5 separate regions of the Mus musculus genome follow, and regions 1, 2, 3 and 5 are each linked to region 4. A link is a contact called in public HiChIP or PLAC-seq and promoter capture Hi-C data. All regions are on one chromosome and are shown on one strand. The core of a region is the stretch at or near the end of the contact, and the rest is flanking DNA. Distances in the headings are between cores, read along the strand shown.

Evidence for each region. Promoter capture Hi-C pulls out the DNA fragments that hold promoters and counts their contacts. HiChIP or PLAC-seq counts read pairs in DNA pulled down with a chosen protein or histone mark. Capture Hi-C pulls out chosen DNA fragments and counts their contacts.
Region 1: a promoter capture Hi-C map of pancreatic islet shows a contact between it and region 4. The contact joins the promoter of Mixl1 here to the promoter of Parp1 in region 4. A contact is called at or near these places in 18 of 39 promoter capture datasets (the 3T3-L1 cell line, 3T3-L1-derived adipocytes, HPC-7-derived erythroid cells and 13 more), 8 of 484 Hi-C or Micro-C datasets (the F1.1 cell line, bone marrow-derived macrophages, embryonic stem cells and 3 more), 4 of 115 datasets of contacts at active chromatin or transcription factors (bone marrow-derived macrophages and embryonic stem cells) and 4 of 9 other capture datasets (adipose tissue, liver, macrophages and 1 more).
Region 2: an H3K27ac HiChIP or PLAC-seq map of microglia shows a contact between it and region 4, with 4 times the contacts expected there. The contact joins the enhancer-like site here to the promoter of Parp1 in region 4. A contact is called at or near these places in 1 of 39 promoter capture datasets (neural stem cells), 4 of 115 datasets of contacts at active chromatin or transcription factors (effector CD8 T cells, embryonic stem cells, extraembryonic endoderm stem cells and 1 more) and 1 of 9 other capture datasets (embryonic stem cells).
Region 3: a contact with region 4 is called in a promoter capture Hi-C map of neural stem cells. The contact joins the promoter of H3f3a here to the promoter of Parp1 in region 4. A contact is called at or near these places in 11 of 39 promoter capture datasets (the 3T3-L1 cell line, the HPC-7 cell line, cranial neural crest and 7 more), 3 of 484 Hi-C or Micro-C datasets (all in embryonic stem cells), 3 of 115 datasets of contacts at active chromatin or transcription factors (bone marrow-derived macrophages, effector CD8 T cells and memory CD8 T cells) and 2 of 9 other capture datasets (adipose tissue and liver).
Region 5: a contact with region 4 is called in a promoter capture Hi-C map of neural stem cells. The contact joins the promoter of Itpkb here to the promoter of Parp1 in region 4. A contact is called at or near these places in 10 of 39 promoter capture datasets (3T3-L1-derived adipocytes, the HPC-7 cell line, HPC-7-derived erythroid cells and 6 more), 7 of 484 Hi-C or Micro-C datasets (B cells, CD4 T cells and embryonic stem cells), 2 of 115 datasets of contacts at active chromatin or transcription factors (memory CD8 T cells and microglia) and 3 of 9 other capture datasets (adipose tissue, liver and pancreatic islet).

What each region holds. Positions count from the first base shown.
Region 1 is chr1:180,695,719-180,698,418 of GRCm38.p6, forward strand. Mixl1 (Mix1 homeobox-like 1 (Xenopus laevis)) reads right to left here and starts at 1,316. Exons shown (of 2, transcript NM_013729.3): 1 at 902-1,316. The coding sequence starts at 1,294.
Region 2 is chr1:180,402,624-180,405,463 of GRCm38.p6, forward strand. The region is part of intron 2 of Itpkb (inositol 1,4,5-trisphosphate 3-kinase B); the gene reads left to right. Gm39712 (a long non-coding RNA gene) reads right to left here. Exons shown (of 5, transcript XR_003948302.1): 1 at 2,362-2,840; 2 at 2,085-2,269; 3 at 914-1,338; 4 at 663-825; 5 at 1-164. Among named protein-coding and RNA genes, the nearest start is that of Gm39712, 4.4 kb to the right of the region's middle. Within about 2 kb of position 1,343, at least 216 of the 459 cell types and tissues checked have an H3K27ac peak or open chromatin away from gene starts, as enhancers often do. A contact at or near this core is called in effector CD8 T cells and microglia, where this site is marked.
Region 3 is chr1:180,812,259-180,814,958 of GRCm38.p6, forward strand. It overlaps H3f3a (H3.3 histone A), which reads right to left and starts at 1,347. Exons shown (of 4, transcript NM_008210.5): 1 at 1,213-1,347.
Region 4 is chr1:180,567,536-180,570,235 of GRCm38.p6, forward strand. It overlaps Parp1 (poly (ADP-ribose) polymerase family, member 1), which reads left to right and starts at 1,356. Exons shown (of 23, transcript NM_007415.3): 1 at 1,356-1,618. The coding sequence starts at 1,499. Gm31986 (a long non-coding RNA gene) reads right to left here and starts at 1,364. Exons shown (of 4, transcript XR_001779573.2): 1 at 443-1,364.
Region 5 is chr1:180,329,135-180,331,834 of GRCm38.p6, forward strand. Itpkb (inositol 1,4,5-trisphosphate 3-kinase B) reads left to right here and starts at 1,342. Exons shown (of 8, transcript NM_001081175.1): 1 at 1,342-1,645. It also overlaps the pseudogene Gm5069.

The DNA.
Region 1 (2,700 bases), core at 66-2,565, 130 kb after region 4:
GACAGTTGAAGCCAGGAGATAGTGGCACACCCCCTTAATCCTAGACAAAGGAGGCACATCTTTGATTTCAAGGCCAGCCTGGTCTCCAGAGCAAATTCCCGGACAGCCAGGGCTACCCAGAGAAACCCTGACTGGAGGGGGTAAAAAAGTGACAGTTGAGTAGTCACCCTAAGTCCAGGAAAAAAATAAACACTAAATGTCCACCCTCCTGAGGCAAGCGTCTAAACTGGGTGTTGGGGAACCTACCTGTAATCCAAGCACCCAGGAAGCTGAGGCAGAAGGATTGTGAATTGAAGTCCAGCTTGGACTACGCAGCATGAACTTGTCTCAGTCACACACACACACACACACACACACACACACACACACACACACACACACAGAGAGAGAGAGAGAGAGAGAGAGAGAGAGAGAGAGAGAGAGAGAGCAAGAGAGAGAGAGAGAGGCTTCTCCCTATCATCTCCAAAACTCTGATCTAAATGATCGACCTCAGACAATAAACTCACTTTGCAATATTTTTTCAAAGTGACAAGAAGTTCTTGCTTGTTTTGAAGGTGATCCAACCCTGCTCTGCTACTTAGAATCAAAGCCAGAGGAAGGCTTGTCTCTCTCTCTCTGTCTCTCTGTCTGTCTCTCTGTCTCTGTCTCTCTCTCTCTCCTTACTGGACGCTGGGAAAGAGTGCAATGACTACCTTCCTGCTGGGACCTTTCAATGGGTCCGCAAGCCCCTTAGCTGCCCAGATCAATCACATGGTAACGCGGCCTTAACTGACATCCCAGTTTGCAGTCTAGAACCATGAGGTTCAAAGAGAGTAACTTTTCCCCCACAGAATAAATGGCCCAACAAGCCTGTGACTTCCCAGCACCTCCACTGGAACGCGCAGCTGCGACCGCGACTCACCTGGATCCTGGACTCGGGTAGCAGCGTGAGCGCAGCCAGGCGCTCCCGCAAGTGGATGTCTGGGTACATGGTCTGTCGGAAGACGAGCTCCAGCAACTGCAGCTGCTCCGAGCTGAACGACGTGCGCTTGCGGCGCTGTGGCGCCGACGGGGCGGCCGAGCCTTTGGAGGGTCCGGGCGGATCCAGGCCGGCGGGGGTCTGCGCTGTGGGACTGGAGTCGCGGTTTGGAAAGCACTGCGTGGCTGCTGGGGCGCGAGAGTCGTGGGGCGCCGCGGGCAGCCCAGAGGCTGGGCGCATGGCTGGGAGCAGCTGCCCTCCGGGATGCGCGGCGGGGAAGATGGGGAAAGCGGCGCCTTCTGCGAACTGGAGCTGCTGGGACCCTGCTGCGGCCATGACTCCCGGACGCTTCCCTGTACCCCCGCGCGCCTGCAGTTATAGCGGCCCGGAGCCGGGGAGGGGGCGGCGGCGCCATCAAAGGCGTGGGTGCAGGGAAGCCGCGTCTCGTCTCCTCGGGGTGCGAGCCCGCCCCAGCCCCGCCAGACGCCGCGGGAATAATCGCTTCCGCTGACCCGGGGACGGAATGAGGGAGGCGCGAACTTGAGTCCGGGCCGCTCCGTCCCTTCTCCGCCCATCCGCCAGCCAGTCCAACCACCAATCCACATACCTCGAACCGCTTTGCCCCGGTGGGGTCGCCCCAAGTGCAGGCCGGACTTGGACAGAACCCCCTCTTCTGGGCCAGAAGACCTCTCAAGAGCGCCTGAATCTCTTGGGGGCTTGGTTCGTAGGTCCCCCGCGCTGTGCCTGGCCCGCTGTCCGCCTGTCACCATCAAAGGCGCTATTTACCACCCCTGCTATGTGCTAGACCTTACTCCAGGTTGGTTAAACAGCCTAGCCCTGCCCTCGGCAAACCACCCTGACACATCCTGAATCCAAGGGGGGGTGAAGATAAAGAGATCTCAAAGGGGACAGGCACACATCCTGAACAGTGACGCTGCTCCTGCCTAGAGTATCTGTGACCTGTCAACAAGAATGCTGTAAATTGGACGGGCTGAAGTTGTACGGGGTTAGCGCTCCTAAAGAATCCCAACAGTGCTCAGAACCCGAGAAGTTTCTGCTCCCTCTGATGCCACTCCTTGAAGTTTCTGCTCCCTCTGATGCCATTACTATTTCCTTTGTCCCCTGGGGTTCATTTGAGGTTCCTGGTTTGTTTTATGCGGATTTGTAGTTTAGTTGTGACTTCTATATCTGCTTCCCCTAGTGCACACATGCATTCATTTATTCATATAAGTCTCTCCCCACCTCCTTACCCTCTGGTCCTGAGAATAGGACCCAGTGACTGGAAAATCCTAAGCAAGACCCTCAGGGAACATCTGTTGAGACAGAAGCCAAGTTGCTTCATAGAGAAATCAGAGGCATGCAGCACTATAGCAGAAGGGTGCAGAGGCAGGCAGGGCAAGGAGCACGGCTTGCAAGGCCTCAAAGGGGCTCCCTGCAGAGGAAGGGGTATTCCACAGCCCAGCCCAGGACCTGTTCCTGCAACGTCTTCAATGCTAATGGGAAGTATCATAGGAGAAAGTATATGTGCTGGCCATGAGTGCATCCTGTCTACTAATACGCATGTGAGCCCCCAAAGAAGCCAAAAGAGGGAAGTGGGTTGTAAGCTGCCTGACACAGTGCTGGGAAGTAATGGGTTGTAAGCCACCTGATACAGTGCTGAGAACTGACCCTCTGGAAGAGCAGCAAGTGGCCATATCTTTACTATGGGCAATTATCCCAAGTGTCAAAGCACAGAGTGATCG
Region 2 (2,840 bases), core at 93-2,592, 160 kb before region 4:
ACATACTTTCCGTTTTCCTCGTCGCTCATCCTGAATTCTGGAATCTTCTGGTAGTTAGTTTATCCACTCGCTTCCTTTTTCCGAAGATTGAAATGACGACTGCTTGAAACTATTTTCCTCTGGTTGGGTTTTTCCTTGGTGACCTCACTCAGAGACAGATGTGCCTAATAATAACAACATCAAAAGTTAAGGAGAATAAATCAACCAGCTGGTCTGTTCCCTAGAAGAGATGCTGCAGTTCCTAAATATGGGCTGTCCCCAGAGACATTGAGGGGGCCCAGCTTACCCAACAGGGCTCTCGTCACTGCGGGAGGATGGAGGTCCTGGGACACTTTGTTCACCCTCTGCCATTCTCAGGCTCCAAGGGTTCAGAAGATGCTCCACCCCCACCCTGGGACAAGCAGCCTTCCCAGACAGACAGCAGGTGGACATCTACAAGGACATCCCTCTCCCTAGGTCCTCAAAGGCAGTATGCATTTCAGCCCTGCCTCCGGGAACTGGGCCTGCACCCAGTCTGCAAAGAAGGTCTTTGGGTTGAGATCCTTAGCTTGGAGGATCCTCGGCTCCGGTGTCATTCCTTGGCCTCTGCCATTCTCAGAGTTTCATTCCCCTACCCAGTGAGAAAGAGCTGTGATAGTCTACGAGAATCGAGAATCGGGAACCTTCTGTAAGCGTCGCAGATGAGAAGGGGACTCTTGTGTGCACCAAGTACTCTGTCTCCCTCTGGGTAGTGACACATAGGAGTGTTGCCGCCGTGTTTATTGGTTTCGTTCTCTGATGGTCTTGAGATGCTTGGTGGAGTCTCAACAAACAAAGGTTAAGTCCCTGTAACCAAAGGCAAAAAGTGAAGGAACCACTGAGTGCCCCTGCTCTATTGAGTGGGAAACCCCACTCCCCACTTCCGTGGACATACAGGCTGCCAGGGTGACGGGTTGAGCATGATTCCAGTTCTGTCACCTTGGGGACACTAGCAGAGGTAGAATATGTCCCTGTTTGCAACCTCTGAAAGAGAGAGGCAAGTATGCTATCTCTGGGATGGCCCCGTGGGATCCTCATACCGCAGCGTAGAACGGGCTAAGTAAGAGCCCACTGCCACCACCGGGGGCCCCACGGTGACAGATACAGGAGGACCAGTGATGAGTCAGACTATTTATGAAAGTCACACATCCTCATAGACGTCAGGATGACCCTGGCCTCAAGTTCTGAGGGTGACGAATCTTGCTCGTACTTGGGGGTTCACTGGTGTGCCTTTTTGGCAACCCGTTTCCTGTGCCTCGCCTCCAGCGGTCTGCACGTGAACAGGAGCATGGCCGCTGAACTCTCAAGACCGGGAACAGCCTGTCAGAAGAGGGAAACTGGGTGACTCACGGCCCAGTCGGGAGCTGCAAGTCAGCTTCTGCCAGGACGGGGCTGCAGAAGTGTCTTCAGAAGGCGGAAAGGGTTTCTGGTGCTCAGGAGGTCTGCACTGTGTTACAGAGTGCCCTTAGCCACGAGCAACTCAGCGCTACCTCTCAGAAATATGAATTGCTCCAGTGTGCCTTGCTTGGAAATAATTTTCTAAATATAGCTGTGGGATCCGCCTGTAAGCCCTTCCTCAAAAGTTTCCTTGTTAGAAATTCCTGAGGTGGGAGTTCCCTGCGCTCAGCCCTGTCCCTTCTGTGTGTCCACCTGTGTCCATGGCATTTGCACTAGGAGCCTGGAACTTCTCTGCCTCCGTGGCTCTGAGCGTGAGTGCTACAGAGGCCGTTTCAGAAGCAACTTTCCTTCTGCAAGCTGCTTGTGAAAGGGGGGCAAAGGTGACCTTTGAGCTCCTTCTGCTTTCTGTGGCGAACTTCCTTTCAGATGCCTGGCTTTCTAAAATGTCATCTTCCAGCCAGGAAAAAGCAGTGTGTGTGTGTGTGTGTGTGTGTGTGTGTGTGTGTGTGTGTGTGCGCGCGCGCGCGCGCGCCTTCTGCCTCAGGAACAACAGAGCAGAGGTGCTCACAGTAACCCTCCCCAGGGCGCCCTGGCTTGGGATGGGACTAGAAGGCCTCTGGTGGCCTCTCTGCTAGACTCGTGGATCTGACTATCCTGTGAAGACTCACAGATGCTCAGAAATGGCTCAGGTGATTCTTCTGGCAGAGAATCTGACTGGTCCTCTTTGTCTCTGTCATCCTGGAAAGGTGGGATTCAGGCTGAGGGCCAGGGTGGAGGAAGAGGGTGTCAGGTCCTGCTGTTGACCAAGCTGCCCTTCCTCAGCATCATCTCCTGCAGGCTTGTGCTGTTGGGGCTGAGAGAGCAGACAGAACTTGGAAGAGGTTCAGTGTTTCTGACTGTAGCAAGCCTCGCCCAAGCAAAGTTGGATTTAACTTTGAGAACAACCTGTTGTCATCGTCAGCTGGTGGTGTTGGCCGAGTGGTATTTCCATGTCACAAGGATGGAGAAAACTGAAGCTCAGAGAGGTTTGGTATCCTGCCCAGGACCTTCAGGCAGGACTAACAGGAGCCGAGCTCAAGTTCATCTGGCTATAAAGTCACATGTTACAAATGACAAAGGAGATAGCCTAGCTGAATGATGCAGACCTGGGACTCTCAACAGGCTTTCTCCTTACCATCTCTAGCACCTTCGGCAAATTGTCTAATCTCTGTGTGTCTCAGTGTTCACATCTGTAAAATGGGATCATGAGAGCACCTCCATGACAAGTTAGCATACATTCACTGTACCTATCAAATGCTTAGCACTGCATCTACCTGTCCAAAGTCCTTAGTACACAAGCTGGTTACCACTGTTTCCATGTGCTGGGGCTCTGCCCTACCTACCCTGCAGTCCCTCAGGCGGAGGAGGAGGAACTGAGCACTCTG
Region 3 (2,700 bases), core at 97-2,596, 240 kb after region 4:
TGCAAACATTCGATCACAAACAAGTCAAATGAACGAAGCCACAAACACAGAAAGGTCGAGTCAAATTACAGCCAAAAAAAAAAAAAAGAAAAAGAAAAAAAAGAAAGAAAAAGGTTTCAGCGCCCCCCCCCCGCTCGGTTTGCTGCCCCCCTCTCGCGCCTGGCAGTTGGGTTGCTGTAAATATCTAAAAACATTCTTGAGGTTTGTTTCTTTATAGTTATGTTGACAAAAAGGCGTCTCGAAATGCAAGAACAACAGCCATCGCCAGTGAGCATTCCACAAAGCCCGTCCCCCTCCCGGGCTTCGCTATGGAAGCCGACTGCCCCGCACCCAGGCTTAATTAGCGCTCGACACCGGCCGCCCGGCCCACCCAGCACCACATAAACTTTTGGTTCTGCCTCCCCTGGGTCCCTAGGTTCGGGGTACCGGACCTGCCCGTCTCGGTCCCCGCACCCCGCGCTGGCAACGAGCGACTCGGCTCCCGAAGACTAGCACAAAATGGAAACAATTGGAAACGTATCCGATTCCCTTCCAGAGAGACAAACAGCAAATCGTTCGAAAATACCCCATCCCCTGCCACGTGCCGCTCTCCAAAAATGCAAAAGTTCTTTTTTTTTGTTTTCTGCATTTCATAAGCATCGTTTCTTTTTCTCCAAAAAAGGCAAAAAAATGTTCTTAAAATTTTTTCCTTCCATTTTAAAATGGGGAAGAGAGAAACGGGGGGAAAAAAAATATGGTCGGTGACCAGAGAAGAGAGACAAGATGGTGAAGCTCAGGCACAACTGTGGAGAGGCAGCAAAAAGCGAGTTAGCCCGGGGTGGAAAGCGGCGGCGATTTTACCCCCTTTGCGCCCGAAAAACTGGGGCCTGGGACCCGGAGGCGGCAGTTAAGAGGCTCGCGCGGGACATGGTGAAGGTCTGGGGTCCCGGGAAGGGGCAGCGGGAGGGATTTCACCGAAGAAAGAGGAGCCCGCGGCGCCGGAGGGAGACAGGCTCGACGCCGCGGCGGTGCCACTGCTGGGCTGAGACGGAGAGACCGGGGAGCCGCCGCCGCCACCGCCCGCGGAAGGCAAACTCGCTCCCCATCTCCATTTCTGCGCCAAAAAGTTTGCGGGTCGAGCCCGGGGGGACTGTGGGTGCCTCCGTGGGCCCCTACGAGGCCGACGGCGAGCGGAGCCCGGCTCCGGGAAGGCGGGCAAACGGAGAAACTTACCCCCCTTCTCCTTCGGCTGGAGCTCGGCAAGCGAGAGGCGGCGCTGGCGTTGGAGAGCGGCAGCGGCGCGGCGAAGGCTGCGAACACAATTGAAAGATGGCTGACACCGAGGCTTTCCCCTACACACGCCGCCCCGCCCCGCGCCGCGCTCCAGCCAATCACACACAATGGAGGGAAGGCTCGGCCCCGCCCAGGGCCCCCGCGCGCCCCGCCCCTCCCCTCCCCCCGCGCGCTCGTTCGCTGGCGCGCGCTCGCTCCTCCCCCGCGCGCCGCCCGCCCATTCCTCCCGCCGCCTCTCGCGGTGTGTACAAACACAAAAGACACGCCGAGGGGCCCGCCGAGGGGCCGTCTGCCCTAGTCCGTCCCCGGCCCACACTCCCTCCCCGTCGGACGCAGGCGTTAAGTGAGCCCCCGAAGCCCAGCTTTGGGGTGCACAGCGGGGGGTGTGGGGGCGGGGAGGGCGGCGCGGGCTGCGGACCAGCGCCCGGCCTGCGGGGGGAGGGGCATCGCCCCCGCGCGCGCCCCCGAGGTTCCCGGCCCGTGTGGGGGCGGGGAGAAGGCCGGGACCGTACGGTCGCCGCGCCCCAGTTGAAAACGCGCCCAAGCGGGAAGCTAGCTGGCAAAGTGGAAGCCCCAGTCCCGCGCCCACTTTCGGACCGCGCGGCGCGCCAGGGGCGGGGGACCCGCGGGCCTCTTCCCGCCTTCGCTCCCCGCCGAGCGCGGGCCGGTCCGGAGGCTCGGGCCAAGTCGCCTGAGGACAAGTCGGTCGCAGACTCTAGCCCCGGGAGAGGAGGGGCAGCCTGCGGGGCAGTGCGGAGACTGTCAGCGCGTCGCAGGTGGTGGCACCGGGGCCGAGGGACAGGGCTCGCCCTCTTCCTAGGCCGCGGTTCTTGGTGCAAGATGGCTGTTATTTTGTAAGCCTCTGAGACAATGTGCAACACAGCTGTAGCAGTCTAAGGCAGAGTAGGCCTTTCCACCCCTTCGCTGTTTGGAGGAGCGCTGCAGAAATCTCGTGACATAAGAGTCTAATGTCAGACACAGGAGGCTGAAACGGCAGGTAGAAGGAAAAGCTGTTTCCCGCTTTCCTTCTGCCCAGTAGCTTGGGCAACAGACTGCATAGCTCAAGTTCTCATTAAGTGACCCACAAACATCTGAACCGTCCCCAGGTGGTATTGACCAGGCTACACAACTCTGGGTGAAGGCTTTCGGTAGAAGAGTCACAAAGGTCCCGTAGGGTACTGATGAAGGACAGTAGCATACATGTAATCTGAAGACCTCTCAAAGCAGTCTTATCATGAACATTATCCTGAAACAGATATGTGGAAATCAGATATGAGAGAAGAAATGGATTTGGCCAAGGTCACTGAACTGAGGAACAGACCCTAGAGGGAAAAAAAACAACAACCCAGGCCTCCTGTTTCATTATTATTTAATGAGTGTTAAGTGTTGATGAACACATGCAATCTGCGATACTACCCTAAATGCACA
Region 4 (2,700 bases), core at 106-2,605:
TTCAGAGGACTTGGGTTCGAGTCCCAGTTCCTGCATGGCAGCTCACAACCATCTGTAACTTCCTCCAGTCAGGAGATATGAAAACGTCTTCTGGACTCAGCAAACACCAAACACACATGATATATAAATATTTATACAGGCAAAACATGCCTGCAATTCACACATTGTAATTTGGTCTGGGAGATTTTCTGTTTTTTAAGTCTGAGATAGGCTAGCCTGCCTGGTTTAGACCCTCTGCAGCAAAGGAGAATTTGCTGGGGTGGTTACCCACGGGATCAGTTACAAGGCAAAGTGGAAGGACCCCACTCCCTGGACTAGGTTAGGGAACAGCCATGTGTCCTGTCTCTCTCTGCCACGAGAGGGTCTCAACAAGGGAGGGCAGGGTTAGAAAAAGAGCAGCAACAGAGGAAGCACAAAGCAGATACCTAGAGCCAGTTCATACCTGCTCAATCAGGAATGATTCATAGACAAGTAGGCCACAGCTCACCAGCCAGTTTGCTGCCAGACATGCAGTTTACCCACACTTTAGGACACAGGCAAGTGGATCTCTGTGAGTTTGAAGCCGACTTCATCTTCATGGCCAGCCAGGGCTTTATAGTGAGACCCTGCATCACGCTCATATAATTATTAAAAAAAAAAAAAGACCAATAATGTTAAAGATTGTAGTGCTACATTAAATAACAAGATCTAACAGTAGCAAGTTTAACAATACCTATAACTTTAATTGTCGATAACCTAAAATATTTTGGGATCTCCCCAGGAAAATATCTGTTGCCGGAGATGGTGTCACACGCCCTTAATCCCAAGCACTCAGGAGGCAAAGGCACATGGATCCCTGTGAGTTCAAGGCCAGCCTGATCTACAGAACAAGTTTCAGGGCAGCCAGGGCAACACTGAGACACCCTGTCCTGTGTTAGCGCGGAGATGGGGGATGAGAACACACGACATCTGTTGTAACTACTACCAACTGTCACGGGTTCTGCTCATTCTCTTGGAATTTATAGTTATGCATTTAAGTTTACTAAGAATGAAAAATCAGGCTTTAGTTGGTTTTCTGTGTCAGCAATGTGGAGGCTGCAAAGCAGAATACTACACTTAGGGTCAGCAGGGTTCGCTCTAGACATACCTAGAAAAAAATGCAAGTGGGTGAGGTGGAATTATTTGGGCGAACAAAAAGCCTTTCTGGGACAAACCGACAAAAGGGGTGGCGCCTGTCAGATTCCCCGGGTCCCCGCCCTGGCCCCTTCCCAGAGGCAGAGACCAGCGTGCACAGGCGCAGTCGCGCTGGGACCCAACCTCCCAAGGACACGTGCTGAAGCCCCGCCCTATGAGCTGAGGCCCCGCCCTCCGCGCGCGAGCTTGGGGGGGCGGTCCCGCCGCTAGGCATCAGTAATCTATCCTGAGCGGAGGCGGCTCTGCACGCTTGCGGGGGAAACCGACACGTTAGCGGAGCGCACCAGCGGCGGCGTCGGGCTGCCGCTGCAGCACGAGAAGGAGGATGGCGGAGGCCTCGGAGAGGCTTTATCGAGTGGAGTACGCGAAGAGCGGGCGCGCCTCTTGCAAGAAATGCAGCGAGAGTATTCCCAAGGACTCCCTCCGCATGGCCATCATGGTGCAGGTGCGACGGGGCCGGGCCGGAGGCGCAGGGCGACGCGGCCTGGGCGGCTGTGTGGGCTCGGGGCCGCCTCACTCCGCCCTGCGGCTCAGCCGGACCGGGAGAGAAGGGCGGGAAAGACCCGCGGCGCTGCCGCGGAGGTCCTTGAGGCCCATTGGGCCGACCCCTTCCGGGACATTGCGCTTACCCTGCAAGAAAAGCCCGGGAAGTAAGAGCATCTGGCGTAAGTGCCTCTGGCTTTGTAAAGACAAGGGGCCTGCCTCTTCGCTGGGTCTGGATGGTCGCAGAGTTTTTGTTTATTTCACTGCCTTCTCGGCGTCGGGGTGGAGGGTGTGCGCGCGGTCTTTAAAGCTGCTCTGATTTGGGCCTATCTTGTCCCGGAAGATTATTGTCCTCCATGAATACAGAAGATTTTTTTTTCCCCTTAAGCCTATTTTTGATGATCCTTTCAACATCCGCTCACTCTCGGTATTTCTATTTTAGTTATGCAAAGCAGTGCCATTTCTTTACAGTGCATTCGCTTTGGGCCTGATTTCTACTTGGAAATAACATTTTCTCCAAACTTCCCGAGGTCTCGGCGCTTTCTGCAGCTATCTGGTCTCTTCACTGACGCTTCCGAGATGGTCAGGAGGTGGTGGGATGACGGGTCCTGGCGTTCCAGTGGCTCCTGCCTCCTAGGCTTCTGGTTTTGCAGATTCCTTCCCGTCTTTGCTAGTGTGGTTCTCACCTGCCCTGTTCCCACCTCCCCCAAACACTCAGTTACCCAAGCTCACGCTGCTAATGGTCGAGGCAATTGATTTCCCTTGCTGTCCAGCTGCAGTAATGTGTTTTAGAAGAGGCAGGCTAGCCCTCAATGGGGCTTCAGTTCTTAAGGGGGGGAGGGAAGGGGGAAAAGACATTCACCCAGTGGGTACCAAGATACCACACTGCTTCTATTATTTCTCCTTATGGGAAGAACTGAAGCTGTCATCTTGGTGCCCTCGGAGAGACTGCCTAGCTCAGCATTCTTGCTTGACACAGTTCTCATACATTCTATACATATTTATTAAGAAGCAGCTAGGCACGGTGTTAGTGTCTATAATTAT
Region 5 (2,700 bases), core at 92-2,591, 240 kb before region 4:
CAAAGGAGGGAGTCTAGATAGAGGTGGCTTCTTTGTCTCACGGTAATACTAGAACACACACAGGACAGGCATCTTTATTCAGCCCCATTGAGGGTGAGAGGGAAACCAGATTCAAGCCTTCCAGGGTATGTTAAAAAAAATAAAAAATAAAACAAAAACAAAACAAAACAAAACCAGAAAGGACTTGTCCGATTCCAGGAATTCTTGGCTGGAAGGGCTCTTGGTTTCAAATTTGCTTGAGTCTTTTCCTGACCAAGCTGCAGGTTGCTTTGCTCACTTCAACGGTATTGTTACATAAACAAGTAAGCTGTCTGCTTGCTACAGGCGGTCAGGTTTTCCATCCGAGGTTTGGCTAATCAGGATATATGGGCGGATACAAGCTTAGGATTCTTAAATCTCCTAAACCTCGCAGCTGTGTTCCCTGTTTCCACTAAACGCTAGAGTTTAAGATTTAGGGAATTATGCAAAACAGGCTTGCAGTGCCGGGTGGGGCTTAAGTGTGTGTGTATGGGGGCAGGGAGTGTCCCCCGCCCTCCAGTGTTGCCTGGTGCCCCCCCCCCTTTATTTGAGGGTAGAGTAGAACCCTTGAAAACGCAGGAGTAAATTCACAGGAGACTGAGCAAGTGGTTGAAGACATTGATCGGGCCTCAGCCCCAGGACTATGCTTTTTCTTAAAATAACTTTTTGAGAGTTGAGTGCAAAAATACGCGAACAGCACAGCCTCTGTGTGCGTTTATAGATAACTGCTTAATGCAGAGCTCCTTCACACATCTAGCCTACAAGACACTCAGCAGCTCACAGTCCAACCAGTCTTCCAAAATTCTACCATGGTGCATTAAAACCTAAAACTGTGCAAGGAAATGCCCTGCAATATATGCAATATACCTTGTAAAAAGTTGCCTATTGTAGTACAAGTACACCCTCTGCTTAGGCAGAATATTACCCCTCTTTCGATGCTAGAAAAATCCCCCCCCCAGCAGCTTTGTTTAGCACACTCAAAATTTTATTAAAAACAGTTTTCAAACGTAGCTTCATAAAACTAGACACCAGCAAACCTTGGTCGAGGGATGGAAAATAAATCGTATATCTTTAACCCGCAGAAGTTAAAGTCTTTTTTTTTTTTTTTTTTTTTTTTGTTAGCTAACAATGGAAACTTTTTTTTTAAGTGTTTCCCTCCCTCGGTTTGCCAAGCAATAGAAAAAAAAAAAAAAAAGAAGAAAAGAAAAACTTGTTCCGCTGAGTTCAACCCCAGACAGGCTCACAACTTCCTTCCTGCTTTCCTCCCCCAAGCCCCCGCCTCTCTGCCTCCTCCCTCAACCCCCAACTTTTTTTTTTTTTTTTAAATCTTACATTGAACAAACACTGAAGTAGCAGGGAGCAGACGCTGACAGCGGTAGTGTCTCCAACCAAGCACAGAGCAACGCAGGGTCGGCCTGGCGGTGTCCCCTCCGGGATCGCCTAGTCCCTGCGCCGGTACATTCAGCTTCGTTGCACCCCACTTTTTCCGTCTTCCATAAGTTGTTGCGGAAACCCTTTGGGAGCTTTTTTATTTTTTTAAAAAAACTTTAAGCCACTTGGTCTGTACGAGCCCGGAGTCCCCGGGGCATGTCGCCTGCACGGGACCTGGAAGTCTGAGCAATTGCAGGTAAGCGTGGCGGCTCCTTCCTGGCCCTCGTCTCTGAACCCTCTTTCCGCTCCATCTGTGCTGGGGTTCCTCTGGGTGTTCCGGGGTCCGAGCACAGCACGGAGGTGAGGGCTAGAACGACGGAGAAGGGAGGCTGATTTGGGACGGTAGCGTGGCGTGGCCTTGGGGGCAGAGGAGGCGATTCGACTTTCCCATCGCCTTCCGGGCCGCTGCGCCGCCACCACCTCCCCGGCGCGCTGCGGGCGTCTGGGGCTCGGCTTGCCCGGCGGCTCCCCTGGCGCCAGGCGAGGCTGCCCGGGATGCGCGAGGCCCTGCCCTCGGCCGGCCGCGCTGCTCCGGGGCTTAGCTTGCGGGACCCCGAAGGGCTGCAAATTCTCAGGCCTGCACAATTAGAAGGCCTCCGGGCTGCAACTGTGCAAGCAAGCCCAGAGTTCCTCCGAGGGGTGTGGGTCCCGGAGGGGGCAGCTGGGTCCTCGCTAACAGGATGCGCGCAGGGCTGAGTAGCTGCGGACATGCATCCCCTCTCCCAAACACACACACACACACACACACACACACACACACACACACACTCGCTGCAGGGTCTGAGGGGACAGTAGGGAGCCACCAGGATTGATTCCAGTGCTGGATACTGCAGAGTTTGCTCCCTGGCGCGCACGCGTGCCCACATTCACAAAACACACTTGTTTGGAGACAGACAGACATCAAGGCTAGTGCTGAAAAGTGCCTGGACTGCCCCACCCCCACCCACCCCCGCGCTCTTCCCGGCCTTTCATAGGCCGAGAGGCATAGCCCCAGACCAGGATCAGAAAGAAAACGGTGGGCACACAAGTCCCCTTCCAGGTCTCGGCTCCAGCAGCGGTTTGGGGAAGGCAGGTCCGGGTCAGGTTCCCTGTGACTTGGCCTCTGATGTCCTGAGAGGGTGGAGCAGGGTTGCCTGTCATCCTCGATAGCCGGTGTTTGCTCTGGCCAAGGAAACCTGGCCAGTCTCGAGGAGGGAACCAGCGAGTTGCACCTCCTCCCTCGGCCATCCGCGTGGCTACCGAGACTAATTT